4 separate regions of the Mus musculus genome follow, and all the other regions are linked to region 3. The links are chromatin contacts, called in public ChIA-PET maps. All regions are on one chromosome and are shown on one strand. The core of a region is the stretch at or near the end of the contact, and the rest is flanking DNA. Distances in the headings are between cores, read along the strand shown. Region 1 has its middle 16 kb from the start of Jakmip1. Region 2 overlaps Gm1043 (predicted gene 1043). Region 3 overlaps Ppp2r2c (protein phosphatase 2, regulatory subunit B, gamma). Region 4 holds the start of Bloc1s4 (biogenesis of lysosomal organelles complex-1, subunit 4, cappuccino).

Region 1 (6,410 bases), core at 3,598-6,097, 150 kb before region 3:
TAATATACAATGCCCTACAGTAACTCTAACCAAGCAAGTAAAAGACTAGTGTGATAAAACTTAAAGAAATTAGGGAAGATATCAGAAGATGGGAAGATCTCCCATGTTCATGGATCAGTAGGATTAAAATAGTAAAAGTGGCCATCCTACCAAAAGCAATCTACAGATTCAATTCAATCCCTATCAAAATTCCAATACAATTCTTCATGATCTCAAAAGGTCAATTTTCAGCTTCATATGGAAACTCGCACACTCATGCACACACACACACACACACACACACACACACACACACACCAAACTGCTGAAAGTATCACCATCTCTAACCTCAAATTGTACTACAGAGCTCTAGTAGTAAGAAAAAAACCCCACATGGTATTGGCACAGAAAAAGACACAGTGATCAATTAAATAAAACTGAAGACCCAGACATAATTCACACTCCTTTGGACACCTGGTTTTTTGTTTTTTGTTTTTGTTTTTTAATTTCCTTTTGTTTTGTTTTTAAGCCAGAAATACACTGGGAGAAAAAAAAAGAGCACCTTTGACAAATGTATAACATAGCAAAGGTTCTTCTCTCTTGTCTCAGCTGGAGCCATCTTTGATTTAAACTGTAACTGACCCCCACCCACCCACCTTCTCCCCATACCAGGAAAGGTCCTGTGAGAAAGCATCCACCCTGTTCTAAAAATGTGGAGTCCAAATGCCCCAGATAACTGCATGTTCTCCGCTCCTCTTAAACTGTTGGCTTGCTTCCCCTGCAACTGCCAAGCAGGACATAGTTTTTCTGTGTTCTTTGTCTTTAACCACCCCCTGTAATACTCATTTGAGGCTGCTCTGTGAGAAGTGTTTCTTTCTAGGCAGTCACCAGCCAGCTTAACATAGACTCGTAATTCAGACTTTGGTCATGCAGAGTAGTCTTCATGTTTCTATTCCCCAACAATGGTGGTAGTCAAACTGTATGACGGAATATAAAATACTGCAAATAGAGCCATACTTATCATCCCATACAAAACCCAACTCTAAACGGATCAAAGACCTCAACATAAAAGCAGACACACTGAACCTGGAAGTAGAGACAACAGGGAGCCTTGAACTCACTGGCATAGAAGACTTTCTAACAACAGAACGCCGTTATCACAGGCACTAATATCAATAATTAATAAATGAGAAGTCACAAAAAATGAAAAGCTTCTGTGTGGCAAAGGGCACTGTCATTTGGACAAAGCATCAGCTTACAAATTAGGAAAAGTTTTTTTTTAAATAACTACACATTTGATAGAGGGTTAGTATCCAAAATATATAAACAACAACAACAAAAATAAAAAAATCACCCAAGTTAAAAAGATCTAAACAAAGCCGGGCGTGGTGGCGCACGCCTGTAATCCCAGCACTCAGGAGGCAAAGGAAGGTAGATTTCTGAGTTCAAGGCCAGCCTGGTCTACAAAGTGAGTTCCAGGACAGCCAGGGCTATACAGAGACACCCTGTCTCGGAAAAAAGCAAGCAAGCAAACAAACAAACAAAAAACCTAAACAGGGAATTCTCCATAGAGAGAACTCAAATGGCTGAGAAACACTTAAAGAAATGTTCAGTCTCTTTAGTCATCAGAAAAATGCAAATCAAAACGACTACGGTTTCATCTTACACCATCAGGACGGCTAAGATCGATCAAGCGAGTGACAGCTCATGCTGACGAGGATGCAGGGTGAGGAGAACACTCATCCGTGTGCAAACTTGTACAGCCACTATGTTCCTTAGGGAGACACAAGTCAATCCTCCGCAAGATCCAGCTACACCACTCTTGGGCACATAGCCCAAGGATGCTTCATCCTACCACAGAGACACTTGCTCAGCCATGCTCACTGTTGTTCTCTTCATAACAGCCAGAAACTGGAAACATCCTAGTTGTCCCTCAGCAGATGAATGAGTAAAGGAAATGTGGTACAGTTTGCACAATGGAATATTACTCAGCTGTTAAAAAGATGATATCATGAAATGTGCAGGTAAATAGGTGTAACTAGGAAAACGTCATCCTGTGTGAGGTAACCCAGACTCAGAAAGACAAATGTGGTATGTATGTACTTATATGTGGATATTAGCCATTAAGTCAATGATAACCAAGCTGCAATAAATAGACCCAGAGTGGTTAGATATAGAGTAAGGGACTGGGGTGGGAGTAAGAACAGATTGATCTTCCTAGGAAAGAGAAATAGCATAGACAGTTATGGATGGGTGGATGGATGGATGGATGGATGGATGGATGGGGAGATACTGGAAAAATAAGATCATGTGGCAAGAGGTAGTGAATAGGGGAATGAGGGAGGGAATACAGAGAGAAACAGCTAAACTTAAGGTCCATTTGAGGGGTCATATGAAAACCTAATACAGTAGAAGCTTCCTAAAATATATACATATATGAAGGTCATCTAAATGTAATCACCAGATAATGGAGGAGACAGAGCCCCAACTGGACATCTCTTATCACCAAATAAAGCTTCCATAGGAAAACTGGGCTACATCTAATTGAGCTGAAGGCCAAATGGGAATGCCCTTGTTGGTCCCATGGGACTCTCCATACAACCCAGGCTATTGCCAAGGTTAATCTACACAAACTGAGAGGAAGGCCCTGCTGCTGAAGACAAGACTGAACATGGAGAACTCAAGCTGGCACTTACATAGAGCCTTCTCACTCCTAAGTGCCAGCATCTTTGGTACAGGAAGATCGTCTGCGTGCTTCTAAAGGAGGAACATAAACACCAACCCAGCTACAAACCCCTTGATCTACAATGGTGTCCTGCCTGCAAGATACATAGTGCGGTGTGGCTCAAAGCTTGTGAGAGCAGCCAACCAATGTCCGATTTGAATAAAAGCCCTCTCCATGTCGGGAACACATACCCGAAACTGCTTGAGTGACCAAGAACCCGAGACTCGATAGCCCAGAGCTCTGGGAAAAACCAAATACTACTCTTCTACTAAAAGAATATAACAAGAGAATGACTCCTAATGAAACTGAGCTATCCTTGTATATCAGTGCCTTGCTCAGCCATCATCAGAGAAGCTTCCTCCTGCGGCAGATAGGAGCAAGTAAAGAGAGCAGGCAATATGCAGAGAGTGAGAGACCTACGTGTAATGTCTCCATCAAATCCCTCCCCTCAGGGATCGGGGAAAGCATCAGAAGAGGAGGCAGAAAGAGTGTAAGAGTCAGAAGGAGTGGAGGACACCATGAAAACAAGGACCCGTAAATCAACAGGATCTAGGAAGATATGAACTCCCAGAGGCAGCACACACAGCACACACCGAAGAGGGTCCTAGAACTGAAACAGAAGTTCATGCGTGCCCTAATCGCTAACCCAGAAGCTATCTCCAATTGATAGCCACTTGCAACAGACTCCTCTTAAGGGCAGGCCGCATGCCCAGCAGTTGATGGACAACAGAAAACAAACTGAACAACGTCTCTGGAGGCTTTCATAACATCCTTTCAGGGCTGGCTTTTTTGTTTATTTTAAATCTAATTTTTAATTTTCTTTTTTATTTATATATTTTTGTCTCTTTTTACCCTACAAGTCCTTTGCATATATCTTATGACTTCCAGTTAAGAGTTTTATGTGATTGCTGAGTATGCAAATGAGTGTGTATCTGTGTCTGTATCCGTTTCTTGGGCCTTTTCTTGGCCTCATTCCTTTTGTTTGTTTTGTTCTATTCCAATGTATTAGGTTTTGTTTTATCATATTATATTATATTATATTATATTATATTATTATGTTATGTTCCCTTAGAATCCTGCTTGTTTCTAATGAGAGACAGAAAGGAGGCAGATCTGCATGGGAGGAGATGTGGGGAGGAACTAGGAGGAATAGAGGGAGGGGAAACCATAACTAGGATGTACTGTGTAAAAAAACTCTTTCAATAGAGGCAGGAAAAAGGAAAATGAAATGATACAGGCTGCCTGCGTCCAGGAACTGGGAAATGGTACTTGCCCTCAGAGTGGTATGTGTTAGACCCTTCACTGTGCCTGTGTAAACTTCTCTCAGGCAACATCAGAAAAGGGCCCACCTCTGCATCCCCAGTGCCCAGCCTGACTGGCAGAGGCTCCATGGCCTATCTGCTGAACAGAGAAGTTTCTGCCTCTGAGAATAGACGCCTACCTCCAAAGCCATGGCTGCTGCATTCGGCCAGGCGATTTTGGCTTCCTTCAGAAACCTACTGGCTTTCCTGTCAGAAAAACCAGTCTGATGATATCAGTAGGATGCAAAATCATTAAAAGGCACCTCTGAGAAGGCTGTTCTGTAAATCCATCTTCTTAGACACCACAGAGAAAAGACAGTGTGTGCTGTACAGTCATGCCTGGCCACCTCCACAGCATCCACACTGTACTGATGCCTCCACAATGAGGTCCCCAGCTACACACCAGAGCAGTCTTCCTTAGGGGCCTCAGCTCTCTGTCTCTCTCACACACACACACACACAGAGGGGGGAACAGGAGAAGGAGATAGATAGACAGACCGACTGACCCGACAGACCGACCGACCAACCAACTGACTCTAATGGCCCTCCATCAACCAGCAAGGAAAGGCTAAGACTATATAAAGTGGGTCTTTACCCAGAAGCCTCTATCCCTTCCAGTCTGCCATTCTCACCCCATCTGCCATCTGCAGCCACAATCCAGCTGTTTTGGCTTGGCAGTCAACAGCCTCCATCATTTAGCCCCAAGCTCAACACTTTCTTCCCAGCTGTGGCATATTCACACCAGACCACACACAAACAGCGACAGCAGCAACCACACAGCACCTCCCCTGTGCTATACACATTGCGTCAGTATCCTGTTTCCTAAATAGAGGCTCAGCGAGTTCACCTAACCTCAAGATCATAAGACGTCTATGACAGGACTAAGATCACACACTGCTGCCCATGCTGACTCAAGGCCTCTGCCTGCATCCTCCAGGTACATCCTGTTCCTCTAACCCCCACCACTCATAGTCCAGCAGATCCAGCCTAGCCAGTGAGCTTCCCTAGATGCCTGCCCTGGGGTTTCCCACCCCTCACCTCCACCTGGTTGTTTTCAGAGTTCATCACAGCCTAAGCCTTGAAGCTTTCCAGGCTGGGGCTATTTGTTGGCAGGCCTACCTGTCACTCACACTCAAAGTGCTCTGAAGGCCACACACAAAAGGGACAAGCCAGAGAGCAATGTGAACTGTACAGGGCGAGAGCTTTGCACTTCAATTTCCTGTCTCAGTTCCTCAGGTTCAGCAAAATGAGATTAAATAGTGACACCTCACCCGCAGTGCTGTTTTAAGAATGCGCAAGAGAGTATAGGCAAGCACAGTTAAGATCATGCAGGCCCAAGGTGCCTTCCCCCACCACACACACTGCCATTACCGTGACCACTGGAGCCTCCCTCTCCCTCCCCCTCTCTCTTCTCCTCCCCCTCCCCTTCCTCTCCCTCTCCCCATTCTTCATCACAGGCTCCTGCTTCCATGGTACTCTGTCTCCTTCAGGCTGACCTTTGAAATGAAACCTAAAACTTCTAGAATGGTGAACTAAAGTGCATCTTTCTTCAAGTTTCCAGGTATTTTGTCCCAATAATGGCAAGGCTTACACAGCACTCGGAAGGCACTGGCTTTTGTGCATAGGATGCTAGGGACAGATGGGTGGGTGTTGCGCATGCTGGGCAAATGCTCTACCACCAGGCCACTTAGTATGTATGTGTGTGCGCATGTTTGTGTGGGTGCACACATGCATACAGCAGCATGTAGAAGGCAGGGGTCACTGGTGTCTTCTGTGTGTGTACATGTTTGTGCAGGTGTACATATGCATATAGGTGAATGTAGGGTCCCAAGGTCACTGGTTGGTGTCTTTTATCACTCTCCACTATATTTTTTGAGACAGGACCTCTCCCTGAAGATGGAGTTCATGTTGATCGGCTAGACTAGCTGGCCAGGAGTTCCAGGAATCCTCCTGTCTCCACATCCTCAGCCTTGGTATAACAGATAAAACACCATGCCTGGCTCTGTATGTGAGTTCAGGGAATCCAAACTTAGGGCCTCAGGCCTGCATGCAAGCACTCTACTGACTGAGTTGTCTCACCAGCCCCTGCATTGACTCTTTAAAATGAACCTTCCTAAAGTGCCATTCCCAGTGCTGGTGTACAGCTCAGAGGCTGACAGTAGCCAGAGAGTATCTGGTCAACTCTACAACACTTCCATGACCCTTTGTACAACTTATCTTTCTTGGCCTAAAAGTTTTAAGATTCTTTGATTTTAAAACACACACATGCACACCACCAAGCCTGGTTTGGTGGTAGAGGTGTTTGCTGCCAAGCCTGACAACCTCTCCTCCATTCCTAGAACCCACACAGTTGATGGAGAACCCACTCCCAAAAGTTGTCCTCTGACCCCCACATATGCAGTGTG
Region 2 (5,969 bases), core at 59-2,558, 240 kb before region 3:
GAGGCCTAGGAGGCAGGCAGGGAGAGGTCAGACAGAGAAACTGAGGCCCAGGCTGATCACACGACCAGGCACTGGGAAGGGATACGAACCTGGCTGACCAGTGTCCCCTTCAGTGCCTGCAGCTGCTCCTGGACGCGGATTGTGGCACTTCTTTCCTCGGCCACACAGGCACTCAGCTGTTCCACCTTCAAGAGAAGCCTCCTTTCTGACAGCTCCAGCTCCTGGACCCTGCGGGAAGAGAAGCAGGAGACACTCAGGATAGAAAGTAAAGACTGAGTGTCCAAGCCACCATGTAAACCCCACCACCACCACTCCTGTTCAGCCGCCCGTCTAAGGGTTTCATTGTCAACCGCCCACATACTTCATCAGCTAGGACTTAAGCTACGTAGCCCAGACTGGTCTCAAAGTCATGGTGATTCACTTCCCGCTTTCCTGCCACTGGATGGCCAGGTTGAGCCACCAACCCAGTCATATCTATCTCATTAGAGAGTCTCTGTCCTACCTCAAAGGGCTGGGAAGATAGCTTAGTGGGAAGATAGCTTAGCTGGGAAGAGCGTTTGTTCAGTGAACATGAGGACCTTAGTTCAAATCCCCCAGCACCCACATAAAAGCCATCCCTGTAACAGAGACAGACAGACCTTAGGACTTTATTGCTCATCCTGCCTAGGCAAGATGTGAGCTTCCAGGCAATTAGGTGGAGAGTTATGGAGGAAGACACGCTCATGTCCTGTCTGGGCCTCTCCATGGATGCAGATGGATGTTGCATGGATAACCATACTACATACGTGTGTATACACACACACACACACACACACACACACACACACCAGCATCACTTACCACAAAATTCAATCCTATGTGTTTCTCAGCCCTACATGATGAGCGAGAGACACTGAGGGGAGGCCGACCAGCCAGGAGCTTCTATTTTTCTTTTCTTTTCTTTTCTTTTCTTTTCTTTTCTTTTCTTTTCTTTTCTTTTCTTTTCTTTTCTTTTCTTTTTCTACCATCAGACCAGTGGTTGCAACTTAAGCATCCTTCAGGTCATATATTTCACACAAGAGAAAACTGAGGACCTGAGAAGCAATTATTTCCCAGGGTAGCACAGAATTGTGGATTCTAGGCTGACTTTTAACCCTATTCACTGTTGCCTCCCATTCTGGCTCCAAACTTGCACACATCTCCTAAGGAAATGACTGAGAGTCAAAAGGTGTCTGTGATAAAAACAGAAACCATGGTCATGTCTGTGTGGCTTGCGCTTGCACAGGAGATGCTGGGAACAGCCTGTAGGACTGACACGGAGTGGCTGAGCCATGCAGGGCTTCGTGCTGCATGACGAGACTCTAGAGACTGTGCCTAGCCAGGAGGGGACAAACCCTGACTGCAAACAAAGGAAGTGACATAAGCAGGATGCCCCCACCAGAAGAACCACAAGACGAGAAGTTTCCTTCTCCTGTTCAGTGCTAGCCTTGCCTTCATGCTAGGTAACGTTAGCCGGAGATATCCCTCTATCTAACACCTCTAAGACCAGCCAGACCAGCCAGTGGCCTTCACCTCCATCTCAGACCCTGATCCACTGGGAGGGGCGGGCTCTGTCTTTACCAGCCATTGAAGCCTAGCTGGGTTACATCTATGACCCTCAGATTTTCCTCTGTAAGATACAGGCTCTGCTCACTGGGTTTTGTTAAGATAAAAGAGTATGCTCTTGCTCTTTAAGACCTGGCCAAGGGTTTCCTCTCCTCGGGGAGTCCCTCTATCCCTCCTGAATAGGTCCTCTCAAGCTAATGAGTGAGGAGGTGAACTGGTGCCTTCTCACTGCTTTTGAGATGCACTGAGAGTTGAAAAGGAAAAAGGAAGCCGTTCTCTTTATTTGGGGGAGCAACCTGTGCCCTGACCAGAGAAGACAGTCTGCTTCTGACTCAGTGCAGTGCAGTAGCCAAGCTGTGGTCCCAGATACACCCAGATCCTGGTCCCTGCAGGAAGGGTGTCGCCCTTCACTTGTCCAGAAGGCTGCAGAGCAGGTGAAGTCAAGTCCGTGAGAGGAGACGACAACTGGTCTCCAGCTAGTCAGAAGGAGGCCAGGGTGGAGCTGACTGTGGAGCAGAAAGCCACAGCAGCACGAAGGCACCTGGCTTGCTACAGCTCTGAAGTGGGCTAGGAGACGAGGAGGGGTGCTCAGCTCAGGAGCAGGAATCAAGCAGCTAGGAATCACAGTTCCAAGGGTGTCTGGGTGTCACCCTACTAACAATTTGAGCTAAGCCTGAATCCTAATTTCCAGCCTCCAGGGCTGTTAACCAACCATACCTGGGTTCCTGTTTGATTGTCTGTCTGTCTCTCTGCCTGCCAGCCTGCCTGCCTGCCTGTTTGTTTGTTTGCTTTAGAAACACTATGTGAGTGCAGGTGCATATGCATGTGTGAAACCAGAGGTGGACATGGGGTGTCTTCCTCAACCACCCTACTCTTTCTTTCTTTCTTTCTTTCTTTCTTTCTTTCTTTCTTTCTTTCTTTCTTTCTTTTTTCTTTCTTTCTTTCTTTCTCTCTCTCTCTATTTATTTATTTATTTATTTATTTATTTATTTATTTATTTAGAGACAGAACCTCCTACTGAGCAAGAAGCTCACTGGTTGTTTGAGCTGGCCAGTGCACTCCACTGATCCCCTATCTCTGACTCACAACACTGTGGTTCCAGGTGTGTACCACCCCTGGCTTTTACTTGGGTGTTGCAGGATCTAAACGCAGGTCCTATTGTTTCTACATTGGGCACCTCCAAGATGGAGCCATGTCTTTAGGCTGTTTTTAAGCCACCAAGTCTCGTGGATGCATGCCTATAACCTCAGCACCCTGGAGAGAAAGACAAAAGGATGGAGAGTTAAGGCCATCCAGGGCTAGAGCGAGAGTCAGAGGCCAGCACCAGCTTGAAGTCCTGTCTCCAATCCCACCATGCTACTCCCAAGAAAAGGAACCAAGTTTGTGCCATTTGTCATGGCAGCATAGGACACCCATACTCACAGGACCCTGAAAAGGGCAAGGGGTGGGTTTGTTTGTTTGTTTGTTTGTTTTTTGTTTTGTTTTGTTTTTCTCTCTACAATAATCACACGAGGCTTGTCAGCATGGTGTCACAGAGAGTACTGTGAATCTAAGATGCTCTGCCGTGAATATATGGGCCCACAGTGGTCACAGGCTAGACTCCTGGTACCTGGAATACAGCTCTGAGGGATGTATAGGCACAGTGAAACACCATCCCCAGCCTTGGTGTCTCCTTCATAAAACAAGCAGAATGTTCACCATGAACACCTGCTGAGGGCTTAGGTCTCACTCAGAGCGAGAGGGTGACAAGTACCCCATGTGACTTTGCTATACTAGGTCAGAAATGACTGTGAAGCACAGTTTGGTGAGATGGGAGAAGGTTTTTTTTTCTAATCCATTTTCTAACAACTCAGTTGTGTATGTTTTATCCATTTCTTTGAATTAGCTAATTAACCTCATTTTTTTTTGAGACAAGAACTGACTCTATAGCCAAGGCTGGCCTGTGACTCACAGCAATCCTCCTAGCTCAAGCTCCTAAGTGGGATTCCAGCTATGAGCTTCCTCGCCCAACTCTGCATTATTTCCATAATAATAATTTTTAAAACTTTGGCATGTTAACACTTTTCTATTTATTTTTTTTTTTAATTTCGTGGAGGCCAGGTGAGCAGTACATGTGTGGTAGTCAGGTGACAGTTTTGCAGGGTTGACTCTGTCCTTCCACCATGAGGGTCCTAGGAATTGAACTCATGTCACCAGGCTTGGTGGCAAGCACCTTAACCCACTAAGCCATCTCACCAGCCCTACACGTTAACTCTGTGACTGCAGCAAGTCCAGTGTGTACTCCCAGACACTCGCTGTTTCCTAGTGGACGTCAGCTGGGCGTCTGCATTCCTAGCGGGACATTTAGACACTGCAGCTCTTCTTGTCCCTGACTCTATAGTTCCACCTCTGGAAAAGGAGGCAATAACATTATATACATCAGAGGCCTCAAGAGAGTCAAAGTTGGGCCAGAATGGAGGCCTGAGTGGTCCTTTTTCTCCTTCAACCCTGCCACAGATCCTACCTCCCTATACCCTGGCTCTTTCCTGAAAGATGTGTACCGCATCTTCAAAGAGAACAGTGGCTATGGTCTCACCCTGGGCTCCAGCTGCAGAGGTGCCTCCGCCAAGGTCCAAGGCAATGAATGCACATCACAGACTGAAACCCGCTGTGAGCCACGATGAACCTGTGCTCCATTCATTAATGACATGAGTGTCTGTTCACAGTGACAGAAAAAAATAACTAACACACTCGGTCTCAAGAAACTCCCTGGGGACCCCACTGCCGCTCTTCCTGGCTACAAGGAGGAGAACAGCATTCCTCTACCAAACCCATTCTTCATGATGAGCCTAACTGGTCACAGGCCTATAGCAATGCAGCCAGCTGACCATGGAAACTGCCTTTTGAGAGGAAGGGAGGGAAGGAAGGCAGTAAGGGACGGAGGGAGGGAGGGAGGGAGGGAGGGAGGGAGGGAGGGAGGGAGGGAGGGAGGGAAGGAGGGAGGGAGGGAAGGAAGGCAGTAAGGGAGGGAGGGAGGAAGGGAAGGTGGAAGGGAGGGAGGGAGAGAAAGGGAGGGAAGGAAGGAGGAAGGGGGGAAGGGCTGGGGTGTGATCAGGCAGCACAGTACTGCTCTAGGATATTCAAGGCCTGGAGTTCTATCCCCAGCACCACTAAAGGAAGGGAAAACAAGAAGAAAAGGAGAAGGAGTGGAAGAGAGGAAAATAAGGAGGAACGGGAGAAAGGGAAGGGAGGCGCCATTAGGAAAAAGCCAGAAAAGATAGGGTTTGGAAAAAGACCTAGATTCAAATGGCCACTCTGGGTCTGTGTTGACTCCACCAGGCAGCAGAGCCCATATGAGAGGCAGCAGGAAAAACAACTCGGGATGGGGCCGGGGTATCCTGTACCAAGATAGCGGAGGAGCTGGGAGGCCAGACAGAGATGACAGACAGCTGGTTCAGTGACTCTGGGGCCACTTCTGTTCCTGGAGCTAAGGGACTACCCAGGGGAAACATGTGACCAAGAGCACAGGCCAAGAGTGACAGACAGAAGTGAGGGCAGATGACCACCTGAGGCTGGGCCTACACCTCTGGTGAGCCTGGGACCTCAGCTGGAGACAGGATTCAAAGGACCATGTGTAAGAGGGGATTCATCAATGGCCCCTCTCCCCACACAGGCATGCTCACAGGGTTACACCCACCTGCTCCTCAGCCCTGACTCTGATACCATATGCTTGTCCACAGCTGCCAACAGCTTCTGCTCGGAGGATTCTAGCTGCTCCCTGAGCAGCCCTGTGTCCAGGTCCAGGCTGCTGGCTGTTTCTGGAAGGCGTCCCTGCTCCTTGTCACTCTCCTCCATGTCTCGGAACACCCAGCAGGTGTCAATCTTCACGTCCACATTTATCCCATCCGAGCCATCGATGCTGGGAGCTCTGATGACGTAGCTGAAGCTTTTCTCCGTCTGTCCCTGGGCTGTCGGCTCCATCCCAGAAACATTTCACTGGCCCAGACTTAGCCAAAATGGAATGGGTCTACAACGTGGACTGTCTGGAAATTCTGAGGTGGCTACTGTGCCTTTGGATTATCCCGGGAAACGTCCTTTGAGGAGAACGAGGACAGGTGGATTATTCATGAGTGGGTAGCTTGGGTTTCATCCACACCAACGTCATACAATACGAGCGAGCATCTCATTTTACAAGCTGGCCCAGCTAGGACACAGCAAAGCTAGAGTGTGGCTCAGACCAGCCACCTGGAGTTAAATGCTTAGCAATGCCCACAAAGAGGAAAGAGATGGTTTCCAAGGAGTACCATCAGGTTCTCCCAAGCTCATTCCCAACCGTAACGAATGACGATCCATGCTGCCGTTTGAGTATAGCACATACTTACCAAGGACCTAGAATCTGCCAGGCA
Region 3 (6,003 bases), core at 2,175-4,674:
ACACAAGATCACAGCTGGGAACGAGTGAAGATGGCCCAGCCAAGCACAGCTTCGGGTTTTCTGCTCGTTTTGAAAGTGCCTATTTTTAGGTCCCCGTCTCTGTCTTGAGTTAGGATCTATTTGAAAATCCTTCCACGTTTTCGCCTCCTCTTCCCATGAGCCCTAGTCGTGAAAAAGGTCAGCAGGAAGAGAGGGAGAGACAGACTAATGGAGAAAAGCCAGGACCTCTGAGCTCCTTTCTCTCTGCAGTGGGCAGAATGATGGCTGACTCTGGTGTGCCCTGGTGGGACAGTTTGGTTTTGTGACACCTGTGTGCACCAGGCTGTCCCTGGCCTGCCCTTGGCGAGCTATTTTAAGCCCTCTATGCTGCAGTTCTTCAGCTGTCAGATGAAGGGTAACAGCAGCTCTCTGTGTGGTGGGGTGGGGATGAGGGGTCCGTATGAGCTAAGGCAGCAAGGGGACCTCACCCTGGAGGGGTGAAGGAGGCTTCAGCTCCTCGCCTGACCCTGCCTCCCTTGAGCCTCTCCCTTCCCTGGTTCCTCATCCCCCAACACATTCAGTGATTGAGAGGCCCCCCTGCTAGGGTGACAGAACACAGCCAAGAACCCAGCAGGTTCCCACGGGGCTTGCTGCTGATTGATCTGTCTGTAAGTGGGTGTGCATCTGTACCCTCAGGGACCAACAAAAAGAGAAAACAAGGAAACTGTGTGGAAGGAGAATGCTCAGCACAGGGTCTGCATAAAGTGGTACCTCAGGTGAGGGGGCTCAGACCACAGGGTCCTTTAGGGTTTCAGAAATGACCTCTCGGGTGGATGGTCTCTGGTTGCTCTTGTATTCAGAATCCTGCTGCATAGCAACAGGGGAGGGCAGAAGAGCAGAGTAAGACTGGCTTGAAACCAAGAATAGGTGCCACACACCCTTAATACCAGCATTCCAGAGGCAGAAGCAGGTGGAGCCCTGTGTTCTAGGCCAGCCTTGTATAGAGATTTCAGGGCAGCCAAGGCTACACAGAGAAACCCTGTCTTGAAAAACAAAACAAGAGTAGTTTGAAGAGTGGAAGCCTGAGCAAAACCTGCCAGTCGGGCAGAGTTGGATGGATTGGGGGTCCTGGCTCCTTCCCCAGCAGCAGCCGCAGGCCACACAGGTAGGGAAGGTTCTGCTGAGAGCTTGTTGGTTTGTCTGGGACAGCACGTGTCAGTGAATAATCCGCTCATTTCTTTTGAATGGGGGGCTCAGCACACAGCTATGAGAGCTATCCCAGTCCACTCACCAGGCCCACCCCCAAATCCCTTGCCCTCCGGCCCCAGGGACCTTGTGACAGAAGGCAGTCAGTAACAGAATTCTAACTGGGCACCTAGGCAAGGTGGGCCAGAAGTCCTGCTCAGAGTATGGCCTGCATCCTGTTGGGGGCCACATCTCCCTCACCCCTCCTCCCCGTCTCCCCACCCCACCTCTGCCTCTAGCCATCTGCCCATCCTCTTCCTGCCCTCCCTCGAGATCCTCCACACACATACCTCTGGTTCCCGCTGGAAGATAACCACCCGGCCACCCTTGTCACCTGTGGCGAGCAGTTCCCCAGTGTGGTTGAACTCGACAGTGGAGATGACGTCAGCTTGAGGAAGCAAGACAGAAGGCATCGGTTAGCCGGCTGTATCATCACACAGTGATATCCGTACATTGCTAGGCTCTGCAGACCCCACACCCTGGGGGCCCCTGGAGCAGGAGTACAGAGCATGCTGAGGGTCCCTACTCTCCTGCAGGAATGTGTGACTCTTCCCTACACCCTGTCCCTCACACAACAACAGGCAAGCTTGATCTCCTTGCTCCAAAGGTCACTGGTACAAACCTGACACTTAGGCTGAGCTCCAGTCCCCAGGGACAAACTGGGGACAGGGTGGGGTCATGCTGAGGGCCTGAGGCCTGTTGGGCATCAGGGGAGGGAGGCACCATTCCACAGGGCTGGATGCCATCAGGGCCTTCCACAGGTCAAGATGTTGCAGCTTTGGAAGGGAGGCAAGGGAAGACAATTGTCCATGGGGACAGTAGGGACCAAGGGTCAAGACACAGTGGCTTGTAGTCTCTAATGTTCCCCTTTGGGGGAAACTAAGGACTGGGCATAAAGCCAGGGAAGCCAGTGTACTGGGACAGATGAAGAGTGGGTTCAAAGCTGGGGACCACAACAGCTAGCAGACTGTCTGCAAACTGGGGACAGAAGGTTGGTGGCATTGCAAGCCACCTGAATGTGCCTTGTCTTCCCTTCTTGAATCAGGCCCTATGTCCACTCCTTATACCTATGGCAGGAAATTAAAAACCAGCCACTCCCTTGCCAGGACAGTGCCTGGTAGTGGTTGGTGTGAACTCCCAGCTCCCTCTTAGAGTCTCACCTCCAGACAGGCCTCTGGGATTTCTCCCAAGCCATACTCTAGATGGCTGAGCTCAACTTACCACCTAGAGGCTTTGCTCATGGGGTTGACTCCCCAGTCACTGGAGTGTCTGACTCATTTGTGTGGGCAGGTGTCTGGAGAGAGCCCACAGGGCTAGACCCAGCCTACAGTCTCAGTATCTGGGAATGAAGGCCACCCCCAATCTCCTCAGGTTCTGTGAGCCACAGTGAAGACTGGTCTGAACATTTCAGGTGGCCAGCCACAGGGCCAGGCCACACATGGGAAGGACGGCACTGGGCCTGGCAGGAGAGCTTCTCCTTCTAGACAAGGCCAGCGCTCACCAGCCCTAAACCTGAGGCTGTCCTATCACAGGATTTATCGGAATTCCAAAATGATTTTTATCTTAAATTTAAACATATTCCTAATATTGAAAACGTGGAAGTAGTCCTGCCAAAGCATATTTCCAATACATTCTGAAGCACAGAAAGTTCTAGAGCATCAACCCATGTGCCCAAGCAGCAACTGTCAGCAGGGCAGGGCAGGGCAGGGCAGGGCAGGGCAGGGTCTACCCCTGTGAATGGGATTCCTGGTGCTTCTTCACCTTTCTGACCTGGGCTCTGTCAGTACCAAAACCTTTGACCCCGACTATGATAAGGGGAGCATCTGTCAAACAGGCCATCGAGGTACCAGTCCTCCATGGGCCCAGTAGATCACTAGCAGGCCTCTCTGACTATACTGACTATATTCAACTCTTTAGATAGTCACCAGAGACCGTGTTCTCTCTCCTCATGCCTCAACCGCCAGCAGTCTCCACACCTGATTTCCTTCTCTGGGTATTAGCAATAGCAGATAGCCTTTCCCTATCCCAACAACCATTCCTCGGCTCAACCTCCATGACACTCAAGCCCAGTGCTAACACTGTCCTTCGAAGGAAGGCCTGAGCCCCCTCCTAAACGCTCATCTGCATCACTGTGCCCCACAGGCTGCAGGAAGTCAATATGGAGAGTCCAGCAACACTACGGCTAACACCATGACACGTCACTTCCTGCCCAGGGCTTCTGAACAGCTTTGTACTTCACATTCAGAGCAGTCTGTAACTGTGCACACCAGGGCCCCAGACCTTCCCTGCCCCTGCCCCTGCTCCCTTCCCTGGAACTCACACGCCCCGGACTTGGATGGTAAACCTCTCTGGGCAGGGTCCTGGGATTTGCTTGGGCCTATGGGACAACAGCTGGCAAGCTTCAAGCAGGACCAACAAGGGACGAATACACTCAGCTCTACCCTGTCGCCTCTGCTTTTGCCAGCAAACAGACCTGCCCAGGCTAGTCCACCAGTCTTCACAGAGGCAAGGGCCACAGAGCCACTAGCCAAGCCTAGCCTGCAGCAGGCCACCAGTCAACAAGCCCAAACAGACCCTTTGCAGATGTGTAACAAACTATCTGCCAGTGATGGATACCTGCCAGGCTACCCTGCTATCACTCCATGCCTGACCCATTGTCTTCTCATCCCAGCTGATCAATGTCAACATCCAGCCTGGACCTTGGGCCTGGGTGCTCTCCCCTGACATCAGTACAACATAGTCTGGAGACTTTCTTCCCATCTTGGACATGGGCAGTCTGCTCGGTGAACTAGTGTGGCCGCCTTGTTGAACCTTTTACCAGCATCTTCGCCCGTTCCATGGCAGCCTGTTCCCCTTCTCGTGGCCTGGGCTGTATGCTGTGTTCCTTATCTGTATCTGGTAGCTATATATGTACTTCAAAGCCACACTGGTGCCTGTGTCTGGTGTAGTATGTGCATCTACTCAACACAAACCTTTTATTTATCAAATACTTTTCTTGAGGAGTTCTGGGTTTAAGACCCAGGCTATTACAGGCCAGCATTGAGCTGTAACCCCAGCTCCAACACATGCCCTCCAGAGGGAGCCCCTGACCCACACTGGGCCTCTGAGCTGTAATAAATGCCAGCTGTGGTAGCAAGAAATCAGGACATAGATACAGGATGATAAAGGGACATACCGTATCCTTTATGCTTAAATAGAGAGGACCAGACAAGTGCCTGCTATACACAAGCTAAGTTGTCCTGGCTACTGAGCCCATCCCATCATGTGGTCCAGGGATGTCTGAGCGCTCAGGGCTGACCTCAAACCTATAGTACAGGGCTTCCAGATGAAACACTGGCTCTTGCAGTTTCACTTTAAAACTCCCTAAGGGGAGTGGGAAGCAGAATATAAAATTGTATATAAAATGTCTTAATTATATAGACCAGTGATCACAGCCTTGTTAAATAAGCAAACAGGCTGAGGTGGGGGGTTGGAATTTTGTTCACATAAAAGCTGTTAACAATGCTTTATGCAGGATGGATGAAATAAATTTCCCCTTCTCCTTTTGTAGGAAATTTCTGTGATGCAGCAACATGATTTTAATAACTTTATTAGGATGTAATCAATACATCAAAAGCAGCATATTTAATGTAGACAATGTGATGAGTTTGGGTGTATACATGACACTCGTTATTTTTATGATGGGAAAAATAATGCAATTAAATTAAAATGCCAACATAACCTCACTATCCAGAGCAATTGAGGTCCACTGAGGCTGGGCGGTTACCACAGTAACAGACACTAATGTCTGTGGGCAATTTACAATTTGTATGTCATTTTCATGTCCACTGCTTCCTTGGAGTCACAAAAGACCCCTGGGGGGAGAGATGACTTCCAGTTGGTGGCGGGAGGACACCCCACAGTGCTCCCTCCACAGACAAAGGGAGGAGTTCTCCTTGGACCAGTTAGAAGTTTGGGTTAGGATCTCGGCTCAGGCCACTCAGCTGTGTGGCATCACAACTATTCTGAGCCCTGGCTCCTCACTCATCTGTGGCAAGTCTATGATGTGTGGTCTTTCTGGGGACAGAGGATGGAGAGGCAACTGGAGTGGAAGAACCAGGAAAGTAGAGCCAACCAGGGTAAAACAAATCTGCTAGGTAGAGAGTCATAGCCTTCAGCTATGCCTAAGCACAGTGGCACTCGAAAGTATAGATCGTGGGTCTGACTCGGCCCCTCTAGACCTGTTCTGGAAACCAGTGCAGAGCTATCTCCACCCTCAAGACCCTTCTACCCAGGCCAGGGCCCTGCCAAGCTCTCCAATCAAGGGCTACATGGAGGTCACATCTACTGTCTTTATGGCATAGGTCGTAGGGGTTGTGAGGCAGAGCTACCTTAGAGAGCCAGGAGTCACCATCCACCAATGTCAACCCAAGTCATTGGGCAGCCAGCCCCTCTGCAGAAAAAAGTCACCTCTTCTAGTAGAATTGAGACACCTCCTGCCCCAGTAACCCCTCCTTCAGGAAGTGCTTCCGGCATGCCTGCCTTACCCCAAACCAGCAAAATTATCTTTCCTCTAGCCATGGGCTCAGGGCCAATGTGTGCTCCTTATAAGGCTAAGCTCTTCTTCCCTGGTGGTCTATGTCCACATTGCCTCTAGTCTTCACCATCAAGCGCAGCAGGGTCTGCCATCAAGCCCAGCTACTTGTCCTGGGAGACCCTGCTCATCTAGCCCAGGAACCCTTATGGGAGTGGAGTTCCCATGGTGACAACAGCAGGATCTAAACCCATGACTAAATAATG
Region 4 (6,154 bases), core at 3,181-5,680, 170 kb after region 3:
CCATAGCCTGGACAGAAGAGAACACAGAGAGATTGACTCTTCACACACATCAACATAATGGGAAATAAACCACCAAGACTTTGGGGTGTAGTGAGAGTTTTGGTTTCTTTTCTAAATCACAGACGTGGTATATGAGGCTGCTTCAGATCATTCACAACAGTAGGCTATCTGACTCGTGCATGTTCTGATAGGGACATGATTTTGCCAGTTGCAGATAGTTTAATTGTGAAGACTCTGGAGAGAGTATAAATGTCAGAGCCCAAAGATGGATGAGGAAGTGCTCTGAAGAGAGGGGAGGAGAAAGGAAATGGGGAGGAAGAGCGGAGGAGGAAGAGCAACTGTTCTTCCTATTGCTTCCTGCCCCTGCTGCCCTTCTAGAGAAAAGAGAGGAGAAGTTGGAGATATCCTGGCAGGAAGAAGACTGGACTTGTCCTATAAACTCGATGTCCCTAATCAGCTGGAAGTAATTTAAAGTGACCTAGGCCCCTCCCTCTAACCTTCTTTCTGTCCTACCTAGTGTCGATGTTGGAAGGGATTGGTGTGGAGAAGGGTGGTAGACATCAGAACCCAAATAAAATAGACTAAAAAACCCCACACCTACATTGGGGTGAGTGGTTACAGTACCTTTTTTGACTGATTGACAGTGCCAGGAAAGACCACTTGGACCTTCCCAGTCCTCTGCTGGGGTCACACCCAGTTCCCACCTGTACTTCTGTGTGGTTTCCTACCTCCTAGTCTCACGCTAACCCCTAAACTGAAGTTGAATAAGCTTTGTGATCCACAGGCATGAGCAGCATCCCCCAGATAATCAAAAAGTGTCGATGGCCCAGCAGTACCTGTCCAATAAAGAACACGGGGCCAGGGTGCAGGGCATGGAACATGAGGCGGAAGCAGCCACATTATATAATTTCATTTTGCACACCAGCCCAAAAGGGGTTCCCGTGTTTATTGTGAGCATGTATTTACTCTTATCAAATAATATTTATCAGTTCTAGGATCCAAAGCCTGCCTAGTTGGCTATGACTGTACACACAACTCTGGAGTGAAGAGACCCCACTGAAGTGCAGCCTGTGACAATGAACAATATTCTCAATGAAGACCTCCGACCCCTGCATACCTCCATGGCTCTGTCTCCCAGAGCACCTCCCCTCTGTAAATTGCCACCCATCAGCCATTTACCAGCCTGGAACTAGGGACTTCCACTCAGGCTGTTGTTCCCTGCCCCTCGGATATGGCACTGTTTCCTCTTTCAGGGTCACATTCTGCTTTCTAGGCCCAGAGAAGTCACTTGCTCTGAAAAGTTTCCCAATGCTCCCGTGCAGAAGTGACTCCCTTCTCTAGTTCTTGGGATACACCATAGAACCATGCCTACTTTTCATTTCTGTCTACCTCTGGCCAACCACATCTTGTGTTTGCTGGTGCCTTAGATAGGATCGCATCTCATCAGAAACCACCCCTGTAGAAAGGGAAAGGCTTGGGTTGGTGGAAAGCCTGAAGCTTGTTCCCACCGTATTGCCGTGGCTCCCAAAGCCATTCTCCCCCACAGTACTTACTGGGAATCTCACAAACTGTTTGAAGTTCACTCTGCTTGACCTTGAGGACTCAACGAAGAATGTCTTTTTGTTATTGTTGTTTGTTTGTTGTTTTTTGAAACAGAGTTTCTCTGTGTAGCCTTGACTGTCCTGGAACTCCACCTCTGCCTCCCAAGTGTGGGAATTAAAGACACATGCCACCACCTCCCAGTCAAAATTTAGCTTTCAACAGAAGTCTTTTAAGTCAAAGGCAAATGAACACTCAGCGAGTGCTCGGTTTGGACCTTGAATGCCTGTCAGATTTACTGCCTGGGTCCTGATACTGTCTCCCCCACTTTCTCCCCCATCTCTGTCCACCATCCATAATGTTTTTGTCTAAAGCCCCTCTGACAGTGAGGACTTCATGACAGTAAGATACTGTTGCTCCCTCTCCAAGCTTCATTACCATTTTGAATAGAGAAACATTACCATGTATTTTGCTGTCATCTGTGTGACCTCATCATTTTCTTCACAGGCTGAAAGGTGCCAGAAGATGATCAGGTTACACAGATGAACGCAAAATACACAGCCTTCAAAACATAGCAGAGCACGGAGAATATCTGAAACAACTTCCTCTAATGGAAGTTATCTTTGAAGACCCAAATGCATTGGAGATCTATCTTCATATCAAGGTCACCATGCAGACACCATAAGGAAGATTATCAAACCACTCAATGGAACAAAAATGTTGGTTCTAATAGGACAGTCACCCGAGGTGTGCCTGCCTAAGCATGGTGTGTTGGGAAATAGAAGAAAATCTAGACCACACAGCAGAACAGAGGAGAGTGTGAATGTAGCAAAGAGAAATAGGCAAGAATAAACCAGAAAGACGCTAAGGAAAGGCTACTAAGCCTTTCCAGGTGTTTCTAAAAGGCAAGTATGCCACTCAAGGACAGTGGCTTAAGGAAGTAGCAGCCTTTAAAAAAAAAAAAAAAAAAAAAAAAAGTGTACTCTATCTGCAGTTACACTTGCATGCCAGAAGAGGGCATTAGATCCCATTACTGATGGTTGTGAGTCACCAAGTGGTTTCTGGGAATTGAACTCAGGAGCCAGTGCCATCTCTCCAACCCTGGAATGGAAGTAGCATTTTTAAGAGCAGTTAGTATTTTTTTCTTTATTATTATTTTTTAATCCTGGGCTATGAAAGGCTGATATTCTTTGTCTCCGTGGCAAGTTCTCCCCGCGATGTGTTTCAGGTTCACAGCGATAGACTCCAGTCAGCTGACCCAGATGGACTGACATGATGGAGAACTGAAGCAGCTTGTAGCTTTCTCTATTTTGTTGCTCAAAGTTGTTTTTCTTCTCTAATTCCTAATTCCCAGTGGGAAAAGAGGTCATGTGAGCTCTACCCAGAGAGAGGATGTGTTTAACACCTAACAAAACTCCAACCACCCAGTCTTTTGCAGGATGCGTGTGGGTACCTGCCTGTGTATGAGTATGTCAATAGTAAACAGCCAACACTTTTCCTAACTGTTCCCTATTGGGGATCTGGTTTACGTCTCCTGACAATGGGGTCCAGGCCATTTGGACAAAATACCCACTACAAATCCCATCAAGACAAGGGCATCTCTACTTTATGCCTGTCTTCACTTGACAATGTTGAAGAATAAGGCCCTAAGTTTCCCAAGGACCTGCCAGACTGCATGGGTCTCAGAGACGCCACCTTGGATGTTTCTATGAATATTAAGAATTTATTCCTACCTTGTTTTTGTGTTTGTTTGTTTGTTTTTCTGGTAGCATTGTGATGGAATCCATGCTTGGGTGAGAGTACTTCTTTTGTGAGGAGGCTGAGATGACCACTCGTTAGGTTGACTTTTGTGTTCCACTGTTCTTGCTTTTGCTTACAGTTTATTTTGCTATCGCTGGTAAGGGAAAAGAGGCAGGCTGGAGCCTCACATGGGTGCTGGTGGGTACTACACAGTGGATAGATGTGGGAACAAGTCTAAGAGAGCTGTGAACTTACTGTGAACTACGGATAGGCCATTGTGTGGGATGTTCTTCCCACAAGGTGGCCTTCTAGAAAGAATTACATAAACTGTGATAAGAGGATACGCAAGGACGTGCAGGAAATGCCCTGGCATGTCCCCGTTATCTCTGTGGGAAAGACAAATAGGAGGGATATTCTTGGCTCTTTTCACAAGACCAAAGATGATAACACCAGGTATATTTTCTGTACTTGTATTTGCTAAAACTAATCATAAATGTCACCTCATATTTTGCTTCCTTTAATAATAAAAATGAGAAGTTCTTTGTATTATTCTTGAGCTCAAACACCTGGAGTCCCCCAGTTCCTAGACAGGGCTTTGGAATATCCTTCCATCTACGGAGATTTAGCCTTGGCTGGCTACAGGGCAGGTGGAGCAACAGAGGTAACCTGCTGTGACGGTATGGACAGCCTCAGCTCTGCTTCAATGTATTTCTCTGACACTATCATTTGTCAATTTACCACCAATCTACCTATCATTCCATTATCTATTGATCTGTCTGTCTGTCTGAGACAGAGCCTCACTACAGGACCCTTGGTGGCGTGAAACTGGCCAGGCTGGCCTTGAATTTAAGAGATTTGTCTGCCTCTGACTCCTGAGTGTTGCTACCAAAGGCCTGTGCCACTGGTCTAATCTATTTGTCATCTATTATCTATCTGCCATCTACCCATCTTTCTATCTATCCTCTAATCGTCTGTCACCCTCTTTGGATTACTAACTTGTGCAAACTCTGCTGGCACACACTACGAACGCACCGACAAGCCAGCCAGAAGCACTGCGGGCTCTCTGGGCATGTGGATAGTAGGCTTGGCTACTTGTTAGGGGCGTGACGTCTTTAGGAGGCGCCGGAAGCAGGCATCTCAGACCGTAACGCAATCGCTCAGCACCGGAAGCGGCCGAGCGGGCCATGGAGGAAGGACCCGCCGTCGGAACCCTGTCTCGAGAGGTCTCTACCGAGGAGGCCGAGCCGTTGGGCGCCGCGTGGAGCGGGGACAGCGGCCACGTCTCGCAGAGCCACAGCAGCGCGTCCGGGCCGTGGGACGATGACGGCCCCGAGGACGCGCCGGGCCGCGACCTGCCGCTGCTGCGCCGCGCCGCCTCGGGCTACGCCTCCAGCCTGCTGCCCAGCGCGGGACCGAGGCCAGAGGTGGAGGCGCTGGACGCCAGCCTGGAGGAGCTGCTGGCCAAGGTGGACGAGTTCGTGGGCATGCTGGACATGATCCGCGGGGACTCGTCGCATGTGGTGGGCGAGGGCGTGCCCCGGATCCACGCTAAGGCGGCCGAGATGAGGCGCATCTACGGCCGGATCGACAAGCTGGAGGCCTTCGTGCGGATGATCGGGAGCAGCGTGGCCAGGATGGAGGAGCAGGTCGCCAAGGCCGAAGCCGAGCTGGGGACCTTCCCGCGGGCCTTCCGGAGGCTGCTGCATACCATCAGCGTCCCCGCTCTCTTCAGGTCGGCGCCCAGCGGGCCCCAGCGCGCGGCGTACGAGCCGCCAGTCCTGTTTCGGACCGAGGACCACTTCCCTGGCTGCGGTGACAGACCGCAGCTCTGAGCGTGTGCGCCTCCACCGCATGAGGACTCCAGCGAGACTCTTGTCCCAAGTGTTAAGAAATCCTGTGAACTGGCGTATGTGATGCCGGGATGTGAAAGGTTAAAGTTTATTTTCTGCAAACGACTTGACATCGTCAGTATTCGATGCCAAGAGTGTAGGTCTCTATGTCTTCCAGTTCGGATTCGAAAGCTCTTTGGTGGGGACCTGGGGAAGCCAACTGAATTAATTTATCGGTGCAATACGGCAGAGCTGTTATTTTTATGGCCTTTATTACAGTGAACAGTGTTTCCTTGTTAAGATTTATATATTTATATGATCAAAAGTGCCCAAGAAATTAAAGCTGTATTATTAAATCCTAACAGTGGTTCAGTTTTCTGTAGCCTTCTGGGATAGATAGTAAATTGTTTTGTATTATATTCAATTTTCTATGGTGTAGACTGTAAGCCAAAGGAAAGAAGACAGTTTCTTAAGATAGCAAACTGGGCGTTTTGTTGCAGGGAGTCCTGAAGTTGTATTTGACAGTTTGACTGGAAGCTTAGTTTATCAAAGCAAGAATATTAATGTATGGTTGTCAGTGTTCTATTTATAGCACATCAATTAAAATGTTAAATTTCTTTGGCAGAGATTTCCTTCTGGAGATTATTTACCATAGTTTGTTTGGAAATGAGCCTGTCGTTCATGTTTTTAGTAGTGGGGTAAGAAAAGGCAACTTCCTTCTTTGGAAGGTTTGTGTGAAGAGCCAACCTCGCTGCTCTTCTCACAGTTCTGCGGTTCTTCCCCCGAGTCTCGTTGAGCAGAAGGGTTTTGTTCTTTCACTTTGGGGCACACGGGTCCCTTACCAACAAACTACTATTTCCTAAGTTGGTTCTCCCAGGTAGTACTCAGCTGAGTCTCTTGCTGTCTGTCAGGGTAAAGTCGGTAATGGAACCAGATGTGATAGCACACATTTGCAATCCCAGCACTCAGGAGTCGGAGGCAGGAAGATCAGAGTAGCAGGATAACCTGGGCTGTAGAGTAAGCTCCAGGTCAGCCTGGGTAGTTAA

What was found. ChIA-PET counts read pairs in DNA pulled down with a chosen protein or histone mark.
Region 1: an RNA polymerase II ChIA-PET map of memory CD8 T cells shows a contact between it and region 3, with 17 read pairs. The contact joins two enhancer-like sites. A contact is called at or near these places in 1 of 484 Hi-C or Micro-C datasets (nephron progenitors), 2 of 115 datasets of contacts at active chromatin or transcription factors (embryonic stem cells and memory CD8 T cells) and 1 of 9 other capture datasets (pancreatic islet).
Region 2: an RNA polymerase II ChIA-PET map of memory CD8 T cells shows a contact between it and region 3, with 12 read pairs. The contact joins two enhancer-like sites. A contact is called at or near these places in 1 of 15 datasets of contacts at CTCF or cohesin (embryonic stem cells), 2 of 115 datasets of contacts at active chromatin or transcription factors (double positive thymocytes and memory CD8 T cells) and 3 of 9 other capture datasets (embryonic stem cells, liver and pancreatic islet).
Region 4: an RNA polymerase II ChIA-PET map of memory CD8 T cells shows a contact between it and region 3, with 14 read pairs. The contact joins the promoter of Bloc1s4 here to the enhancer-like site in region 3. A contact is called at or near these places in 2 of 39 promoter capture datasets (embryonic stem cells and stem cell-derived epiblast-like cells), 16 of 484 Hi-C or Micro-C datasets (the CH12 cell line, the G1E-ER4 cell line, the N1E-115 cell line and 5 more) and 1 of 115 datasets of contacts at active chromatin or transcription factors (memory CD8 T cells).

Annotation. Positions count from the first base shown.
Region 1 is chr5:37,065,773-37,072,182 of GRCm38.p6, reverse strand. It overlaps a transcript of Jakmip1 not described here. Among named protein-coding and RNA genes, the nearest start is that of Jakmip1, 16 kb to the left of the region's middle. Within about 2 kb of position 4,847, at least 101 of the 459 cell types and tissues checked have an H3K27ac peak or open chromatin away from gene starts, as enhancers often do. A contact at or near this core is called in memory CD8 T cells, where this site is marked.
Region 2 is chr5:37,154,005-37,159,973 of GRCm38.p6, reverse strand. It overlaps Gm1043 (predicted gene 1043), which reads right to left. Exons shown (of 14, transcript NM_001370827.1): 2 at 5,261-5,657; 3 at 90-228. The coding sequence starts at 5,544. Among named protein-coding and RNA genes, the nearest start is that of Gm1043, 3.9 kb to the right of the region's middle. Within about 2 kb of position 1,308, at least 9 of the 459 cell types and tissues checked have an H3K27ac peak or open chromatin away from gene starts, as enhancers often do. A contact at or near this core is called in memory CD8 T cells, where this site is marked.
Region 3 is chr5:36,918,577-36,924,579 of GRCm38.p6, reverse strand. It overlaps Ppp2r2c (protein phosphatase 2, regulatory subunit B, gamma), which reads right to left. Exons shown (of 9, transcript NM_172994.3): 2 at 1,515-1,612. Among named protein-coding and RNA genes, the nearest start is that of Gm52813, 19 kb to the left of the region's middle. Within about 2 kb of position 3,424, at least 23 of the 459 cell types and tissues checked have an H3K27ac peak or open chromatin away from gene starts, as enhancers often do. A contact at or near this core is called in memory CD8 T cells, where this site is marked.
Region 4 is chr5:36,746,955-36,753,108 of GRCm38.p6, reverse strand. Bloc1s4 (biogenesis of lysosomal organelles complex-1, subunit 4, cappuccino) reads left to right here and starts at 4,430. Exons shown (of 1, transcript NM_133724.3): 1 at 4,430-5,735. The coding sequence starts at 4,464. The coding sequence ends at 5,111.